Linked DNA regions of Mus musculus: region 2 is linked to region 1. The links are chromatin contacts, called in public Hi-C maps. All regions are on one chromosome and are shown on one strand. The core of a region is the stretch at or near the end of the contact, and the rest is flanking DNA. Distances in the headings are between cores, read along the strand shown.

Region 1 (3,720 bases), core at 637-3,136:
TTTTCCACTAGATGGCTTTAGCTCTTTTGTCAAAGATCAAGTTACCATAGTTGTGTGGTTTCATTTCTGGGTCTTCAATTCTGTTCCATTGATCTACCTAAGACAGCATTTTCTATATAGGAAAATGGAGTGATAAACAATATCCATATATCAACATTTTAAAGAAAGGTCACTTTGAGATCTTCAGTGTGTCACAATTCCTTTTTGGGGTTTAGTTTCTTCCTTTTACAATGTTTTATTTTTATTTGTATTATTTCTTCTTTTCCACTTCCAAAACACTCTCACATATCCATATGCTTTCCTCATTGTTGCATATATTACATATATGCATGTGCCCATAAACATTAAGTACAATCTTCACAGTCTGTTTTTTATATGTAGATTTTCAGGAATGACATTTGGTATAGTATTATATCATTCTTTCTTCTGTTTCCACTCCTTCCAACCCCCTCCCATGTCAGTCCTCCCATTTCGTTTATAATTCATATTCTTCTTTTCTTTATTATTGTTATACACAAAGAAAGATATATACAAATAAATATATAAATATGATTTGCCGAGTCCATTTGTATTTTAAGGCTGACCACCTGTATTTGATAACCAATTAGGAGGCTCATCCCCAGGGAGGATTAATTCTGCATTCTTTAGTAGTCAATTATTGCTTATAGCTTTATATTTGATCGTGAAGGCCCATGAGATTTTCCCCATGAAGGTATAACACATATTTTTAGGTTCTTTATTATAATATTCCAATTAAAAATCACTTCTTAGTTTCCTTAAAAGCTTATTAATGTAGGAATAGTTCACATGGAAAATCATGGCATAATTATCATAAGCTGCAGATATCAAAATTTTCATTAGAATAATATAGTGAATCAAGACTTACTCTGTCAAAGAGACCATTTCACATCGTCTGTGTTACATTTGTTCTCTGACTCTGAGGAACTGTTTATTTTACCCATTCTTAGTAATGTAATACCAAAGGAAACTGTGGGGTTGCAGATTTTGTGCACCATGGGGTTAAATGTCAACTCAATCACTAATTATTTGACTTTCAGTGAGTTATTTGTTTTTTTCCAAGATTTTATTTCCTCAGTAGTAATTGAAGCTATAATTTCTTACCTTGTAGCTCTGGCATGAGGTGGAGAGAAAATACATATTACAACTCTTTCTGCCACAAGCAGTACTTTTCAGATGTGACAGGTACCTTAGTATTGGCAGTCTATGTCATGTGAAGTTGTATTACCACAGATGACTTTTATCATTATGTGCTTTTTATATGTTTTTAATATTGATTTTATTGTACTTATAAAAAGGTTTGCAGTCTGGAGGATGTGGATGGTGACAAAACTTGGAAATACTATTTTCTTTTTGCTGTCTCTTCTCCATATGGTGAAACAATTCAGTGTTAAATTTTCATTTAGATTTAGTGATGTATGGATGTGAATTTTGACTGTATGTATGTCTATGTACTACTTGCATGCCTAGTGCCTGTGGACTTCAGAAGAAGGCAGCAGATACCCTGGAGCTGGTGTTACAGAACCACAATGATGGGATTAGGACTTAAACCCCAGTCCTCTGCAGGAGCAATAATAGATCTGGATATAGCAAAGTGGTAATAGTTACTCTAATGAGAATTCGAATTGCCTCTATTTCTCTAAGACTGACTTCTGGACAATGTCTTTCCCTCAGTAGCTTGGATGTTGTGCTAATGAGCCTGTTCTGGTAACTGAACTTTTGCTGATAGTTTGCAGAGGAGCAATGCTGCTAGAGGGAAAAAAAAAGAACACTGGTCTGGCCTCTCAAAATCAACTGTGTGTTTTCCTGCTCATTTGCTAAAACTTCACACAAATCACTATGTCTTCTGGGCCTCAATTTCCTCTTTACCAAATGAGGTGTTGAAATTTATGGTGACTGGCTTCCTGTTTTATTTCTGCTGCTCAGTTGTTCTGAAATGAGTATTGAGATTTTTCAACACACTTCGGGCACAATGATGCAAGTGAGACTAGGGGGTGGGGAGGGAAGAACAGTGTAGATCTTAGAGATGTAAAGATAGAAAAGGCAGGGAATATGTCCCTTTGCCTCCTGCACTTCTACTTTAGGTACTACAACAGCTTTCTTTTGACATTAGAAATTCAAATTATTAGCTCTCTTCCTGGGATGTCTGTAGCATTAGCTTCTCTGTCTCCAGCTTGAAAACTATGAATGTTTCAGTCTATATAATCATATGAAATTTTTTTCATAATGAATTTCTTCCTTTACTAAAGTAATGCTACTGATCCTGTTACTGAGGAACTATAAAAAGCACACACTATGGCTATCTTTCATGAAAACCACACACAGCCATTGTGTTTATGTTTTTCAGATTGGCCCATTTGTTCACTAGTATTGAAAAATTTTATGCCCATATTGTTTGAATTACATTATGAACTCAACAATAGCACAAAACATGTTTTAAGGATTATTTTGTTTTTAACTCCCCCCTGCAATGTTTGCACTGATGTAATAATACCTTTGCATATTCAAGAAAGTAATGATAAAGGCATAAGCAATTAATTGTAGGTCTACTTTACAATAAATGACATCCATTTTATACACCTCTAGGTGACTTTATAAGATGTTTTTTAAATGATTAGCTATAGGGAGAAAATACCTCAAGAACAGACAGAACACTCTGGTGACAGCCCATGTATGTATATGTATATGTATATGTATATGTATATGTATATGTATATGTATATGTATATGTATATGTATCCCATATACATATAAAGGGATCCAAGGGGAAAACAGTACTTCTTTTTCATACACACCTTGGTTTCTTGCTGGTAAGTACCTTTATATCTACTTGTATTGCTGCCATTTTCACTGACTTTGGAACCCAGTTTCTTCAGCCTTATAGTGCATCCTAAAGACCAAGGACTCTCCAGAAATCTTTCATGGAGTCAGCACCAGAGTATGGCCAGAGTAGAGACATCTAGATTTGTATGCTACTGTAGAAATTACTAGGGTCTCAGACTGCCTAGCATGCAGATAGCCACTTATATGACCCAGCATGAATTGGGTAAGCCAATCTAGTGAATTTCCCTTGTAATATATATTCACTATATTGGTTCTTTTCCTGTATAAAATTCTGAGTTCGAGGATAAGTTATTTTCAGACTGATGCAAAAATTTCATAATATAGAAGTAATCCTGTTAAAGTGGACAGCTCAGCAGCATTGAGTACATCATTTATGATGAGGTTGCATCCTATTAAGCTCATGGTAATTTTAAAATTTCATAAGTCAAATATGAATTTAATACATGCTAATTTAATAACTTTGTAGGAACAGAACTCTGAAGAGTATAGATTGTTTATTGTCGCCATGATTGCAGGGCTGTCATGGAGCTCAATATTACTGCTGAATATCACAAAAAAGAGATTATCATACTACATATTGGTAGCCTGAATTAAAAAATGTGTATTATGATTTTTACTGTATATGCATTCCACCATGGTAATGTAAAAGACATATTTTGGTACATCACAAAGTAGATTGCCTTTACATTTAAAATGGGTGCAACCATAATGCCCATCTAGTCATAAATTATTTTCAACAACTCAATGGAAAACTCATATCTGTTAAGCCTCTAAATTCACAAATTTGCTTTTCTTCTCTGAGTTTATCTATTCTAGATATTTCATATGAATGGATTCATATAATATATAATTTTTATG
Region 2 (4,195 bases), core at 91-2,590, 160 kb after region 1:
GTGAGAATGGCTAAGATCAAAAATTCAGGTGACAGCAGATGCTGGCGAGGATGTGGAGAAAGAGGAACACTCCTCCATTGTTGGTGGGATTGCAGGCTTGTACAACCACTCTGGAAATCAGTCTGGCGGTTCCTCAGAAAATTGGACATAGTACTACCGGAGGATCCAGCAATACCTCTCCTGGGCATATATCCAGAAGAAGCCCCAACTGGTAAGAAGGACACATGCTCCACTATGTTCATAGCAGCCTTATTTATAATAGCCAGAAACTGGAAAGAACCCAGATGCCCCTCAACAGAGGAATGGATACAGAAAATGTGGTACATCTACACAATGGAGTACTACTCAGCTATTAAAAAGAATGAATTTATGAAATTCCTAGCCAAATGGATGGACCTGGAGAGCATCATCCTGAGTGAGGTAACACAATCACAAAGGAACTCACACAATATGTACTCACTGATAAGTGGATACTAGCCCAAAACCTAGGATACCCACGATATAAGATACAATTTCCTAAACACATGAAACTCAAGAAAAATGAAGACTGAAGTGTGGACACTATGCCCCTCCTTAGAAGTGGGAACAAAACACCCATGGAAGGAGTTACAGAAACAAAGTATGGAGCTGAGATGAAAGGATGGACCATGTAGAGACTGCCATATCCAGGGATCCACCCCATAATCAGCTTCCAAATGCTGACACCATTGCATACACTAGCAAGATTTTACTGAAAGGACCCAGATGTAGCTGTCTCTTGTGAGACTATGCCGGGGCCTAGCAAACACAGAAGTGGATGCTCACAGTCAGCTAATGGATGGATCACAGGGCTCCCAATGGAGGAGCTAGAGAAAGTACCCAAGGAGCTAAAGGGATCTTCAACCCTATAGGTGGAACAACATTATGAACTAACCAGTACCCCTGAGCTCTTGACTCTAGCTGCATATGTATCAAAAGATGGCCTAGTCGGCCATCACTGGAAAGAGAGGCCCATTGGACACGCAGACTTTGTGTGCCCCGGTACAGGGGAACGCCAGGGCCAAAGGGGGGGAGTGGGTGGGTAGGGGAGTGGGGGTGGGTGGGTAAGGGGGACTTTTGGTATAGCATTGGAAATGTAAATGAGCTAAATACCTAATAAAAAATGAAAAAAAAAAAAAAAAAAAAAAGAAGTGACAGAAATAGTTGCAACATTGACAGTTTTTAAAAATGTGTACCATAAGCTCTATGAAAGTATTTTTCCCAGTGTTAGGCAACAGTGGGTGGCATTATACACTCTTAGTGGAAAATGAGGAAAGGAGAGGAGGGGAGAAAAGGGGAAGGAAGGGGAGGAGGAAAGGGGAAGAGAAGAGAAATATTAGTATACATAGTTACCCTAATGTGCCAATGAGCTCATTTCTTCTTTCCTTCTAAGCTACAACTGATGCAAACACACACACACACACACACACACACACACACACACACACACACACACACACACACACCTTTAGCTGGTTTGTTTAAGCAGGCAGACGTGAGCTACATTGACTACAGTGTGTTATTGAATTATCATTCTGTTATTATATGGTTAAAAAAACCTGTTTCATAGGCATTGCCATTATGTATTTCTCACTTTTTCCATGTAGCCTAGACTTCCACAAATGCCCTATGTGCATTGCACCCACATCTGAATCTCCCACTCTTTCCTAAAACCTGGTTTTCACATTGTCTAAAGAAAATGCTTTATTGAGGGTCTCCAGAAACTTCTAAACTGATATGTAAAGTGATATTTAAATACTTATCATAGTAGATCTCTTCAAAGTGCTTAGTCTTATTGATTGCCATCTTTGGAAACTTTGCTCCTACCTTTTTGACTAAACAGCCATCTTGACTATCTTCCAGAGTTTATACCTATTTCTTTTCTTCTCCTTACTGCACATCCTAACCTTGGTCAGCTACTAAACATTGTTCTTTTCCAGGATACATTCTGGGACCATTTCTCTTCTCATGTTACCTACTTACAATGAGGAAGCACATAGTATGTCTTCAACTACTACTCATACAATAATGATTCCAAAATCCATACCTATGGCCCTGTTTTCTTAGTAATTTTCTCATAACGATATTCTGAAATCTGTTCTGGTCAGGGATGAAAAGTTAACTGAAAATATACTGTTCTTAGCTTTCCCATCTTTTTCAATGCAGAGGGAATTTATGTCATATTTTATATGATTGCAAGTGAAATTTTGAGCTTTAGTAACCCTGAAAAAGAGAAAAGTGCATTCATTATTGTGTTGGTATATCTTCTCATCACAGGCAAACACATTTTTTGTGTGGTCATTAAAAACCCTAGATGACTGACCTCCTTCCACAACTCTATACCAGGAGTCAGAATAACTTCTTTTAGGGTTGCTCATCTCTCAGGTAAGTATGAGATTTAACATGCCATTAAAGGGATACATGAATATTGATAGTTGAGGTCAGGACCTTATTATGCCCTTCACCACATGTTCTAAAATTCTACCACACTGCTACTTACAGTGACAGTGACACCCACCCTAGCTCATACCTAACCTATAATCCTACAAGAGGACAAAAGGCCTTGGTGCTACAATTACACTACCTTCTCTGCTACTACTGTAAGACATAATTTAGAATTGTTTTTTTTGTTCTGTTTAGTTCTCACCTAAATGTTTTATCTAATATGCAGATAATAATGTCCTCATTACTGTATTATGTTGACTTGTCATTAGAGAATTGTAAATGATATTCAAGTACAGGGGACCTTCATTAATAACCATTGTCCAAAGTAATACATATTATATATATTATGTATATTATATATACATATATATACATATATATACATATATATATATACATAAAACAGTTTTGGTAGGTGTTGAAAAATCATTGGCTCCCAGACATCTTAAAGTGTTAACGGGTTCCATTCATCCTAAAAACAAACAAACAAACAAACAAACAAACAAACAAAACAAAACTCCAGAATATATGAAAAAACTTTAATGTGCCTCTTAAATACCTCATCTCATTTTACTGGATTATCTTTCCATTCTAGCTACCACTGATCTTTTGTCTGGGGTTAGGGTTTGTTATGTTTGTTCTGAGTTGAAATGTTAAAATAGTCCTTTCTTTAAAAAAAAAAAAAAAAACAAATAAACCTTCTTGATATGCATGTCCTGTGAAGTAAGGGAGCTATAACTTAGCTTATAAAAGAAGTTTGAACAAAATCTACACTGGTATTTGCTGCTTGCTTTTCTCATCATTTATAGGTGACACTTCAATAAACATGCAGAATGAGATGAGTATGCTTGTCTTGTCTTACTGTTTTGGCACCTTTTGAAAAAGCATGTATGTTTATCAACATGTGGCAACATTTTCTGAGAAAAGTAATACAATCACGTGGAAAGATAGTCTTTCAGCTGAGAGGCAAGAGCTCATGCCTTAAACACAAATGAACACTCAGAAGATGAAGTAAATGTCATAGGGGGATGGAAAGAGACTATGTAGCTGGGGAAAAATGATTTCATAATTTTGTCTTTTATTTAGTAGCCATTGATGAAATCACAAAGTTTAAGAGGTGATGAGCACCTTGGAGTTATCTGGCTCTTTGATTTTTCAAATATTTTTACTTCTTACATACCTTTTCAATATCCACTTGCCCTTGATTAATGGTATGCATATCTTTTTGGTATACTAAAATTAAATTTTATTTAAAGTCATTTACTTTTTTTGAAAATAAAACATTTTATTGCCCTGTGTTTGAAATATTTTAATTAGTGGCATAAACTCTTTTGACAGAAGTTGGCAATTAATTATACTATATGTAACAAATTAATTACTAAACAAGATTTTGTGTGGGGAGCCGCAAACGCCATTACAAAATGGTGCTGGTTTCAATAAGCCGACGCCCATGAATATGGGTAAACAACCAATGTGTGCATGTGCCATAGTTTTTTGCTGAGTCACTGCCTGACCTGAGGCGCGTGAATGAGGTGCTGAGGGCACAACCAATCAGGTGTGGACACGTCACTCCTAGGCCTATATAAGCAGCGCCAGTTCTGAGGCTAGGGGTCTTTCACCTACACAGTCCATGCTCTCCCAATAAATGTGTTGCAGAAGGATCCTGTTGTGGCGTCTTACTTGCTGGCGAGTAGGGTGTCCCACAATTTTGGCCCCATTTTTTCCTACAATA

What was found. A called contact is a pair of places that touch in the nucleus more often than the background predicts.
Region 2: a Hi-C map of bone marrow-derived macrophages shows a contact between it and region 1, with 3 times the contacts expected there. The contact joins two enhancer-like sites. A contact is called at or near these places in 3 of 15 datasets of contacts at CTCF or cohesin (CD8 T cells, large pre-B cells and pro-B cells), 18 of 484 Hi-C or Micro-C datasets (B cells, the C10 cell line, CD4 T cells and 13 more) and 3 of 115 datasets of contacts at active chromatin or transcription factors (CD8 T cells, bone marrow-derived dendritic cells and large pre-B cells).

What each region holds. Positions count from the first base shown.
Region 1 is chrX:107,177,020-107,180,739 of GRCm38.p6, forward strand. No RefSeq gene overlaps it. Among named protein-coding and RNA genes, the nearest start is that of P2ry10b, 30 kb to the left of the region's middle. Within about 2 kb of position 1,887, at least 24 of the 459 cell types and tissues checked have an H3K27ac peak or open chromatin away from gene starts, as enhancers often do. A contact at or near this core is called in bone marrow-derived macrophages, where this site is marked.
Region 2 is chrX:107,335,486-107,339,680 of GRCm38.p6, forward strand. No RefSeq gene overlaps it. Among named protein-coding and RNA genes, the nearest start is that of Itm2a, 66 kb to the right of the region's middle. Within about 2 kb of position 1,341, at least 5 of the 459 cell types and tissues checked have an H3K27ac peak or open chromatin away from gene starts, as enhancers often do. A contact at or near this core is called in bone marrow-derived macrophages, where this site is marked.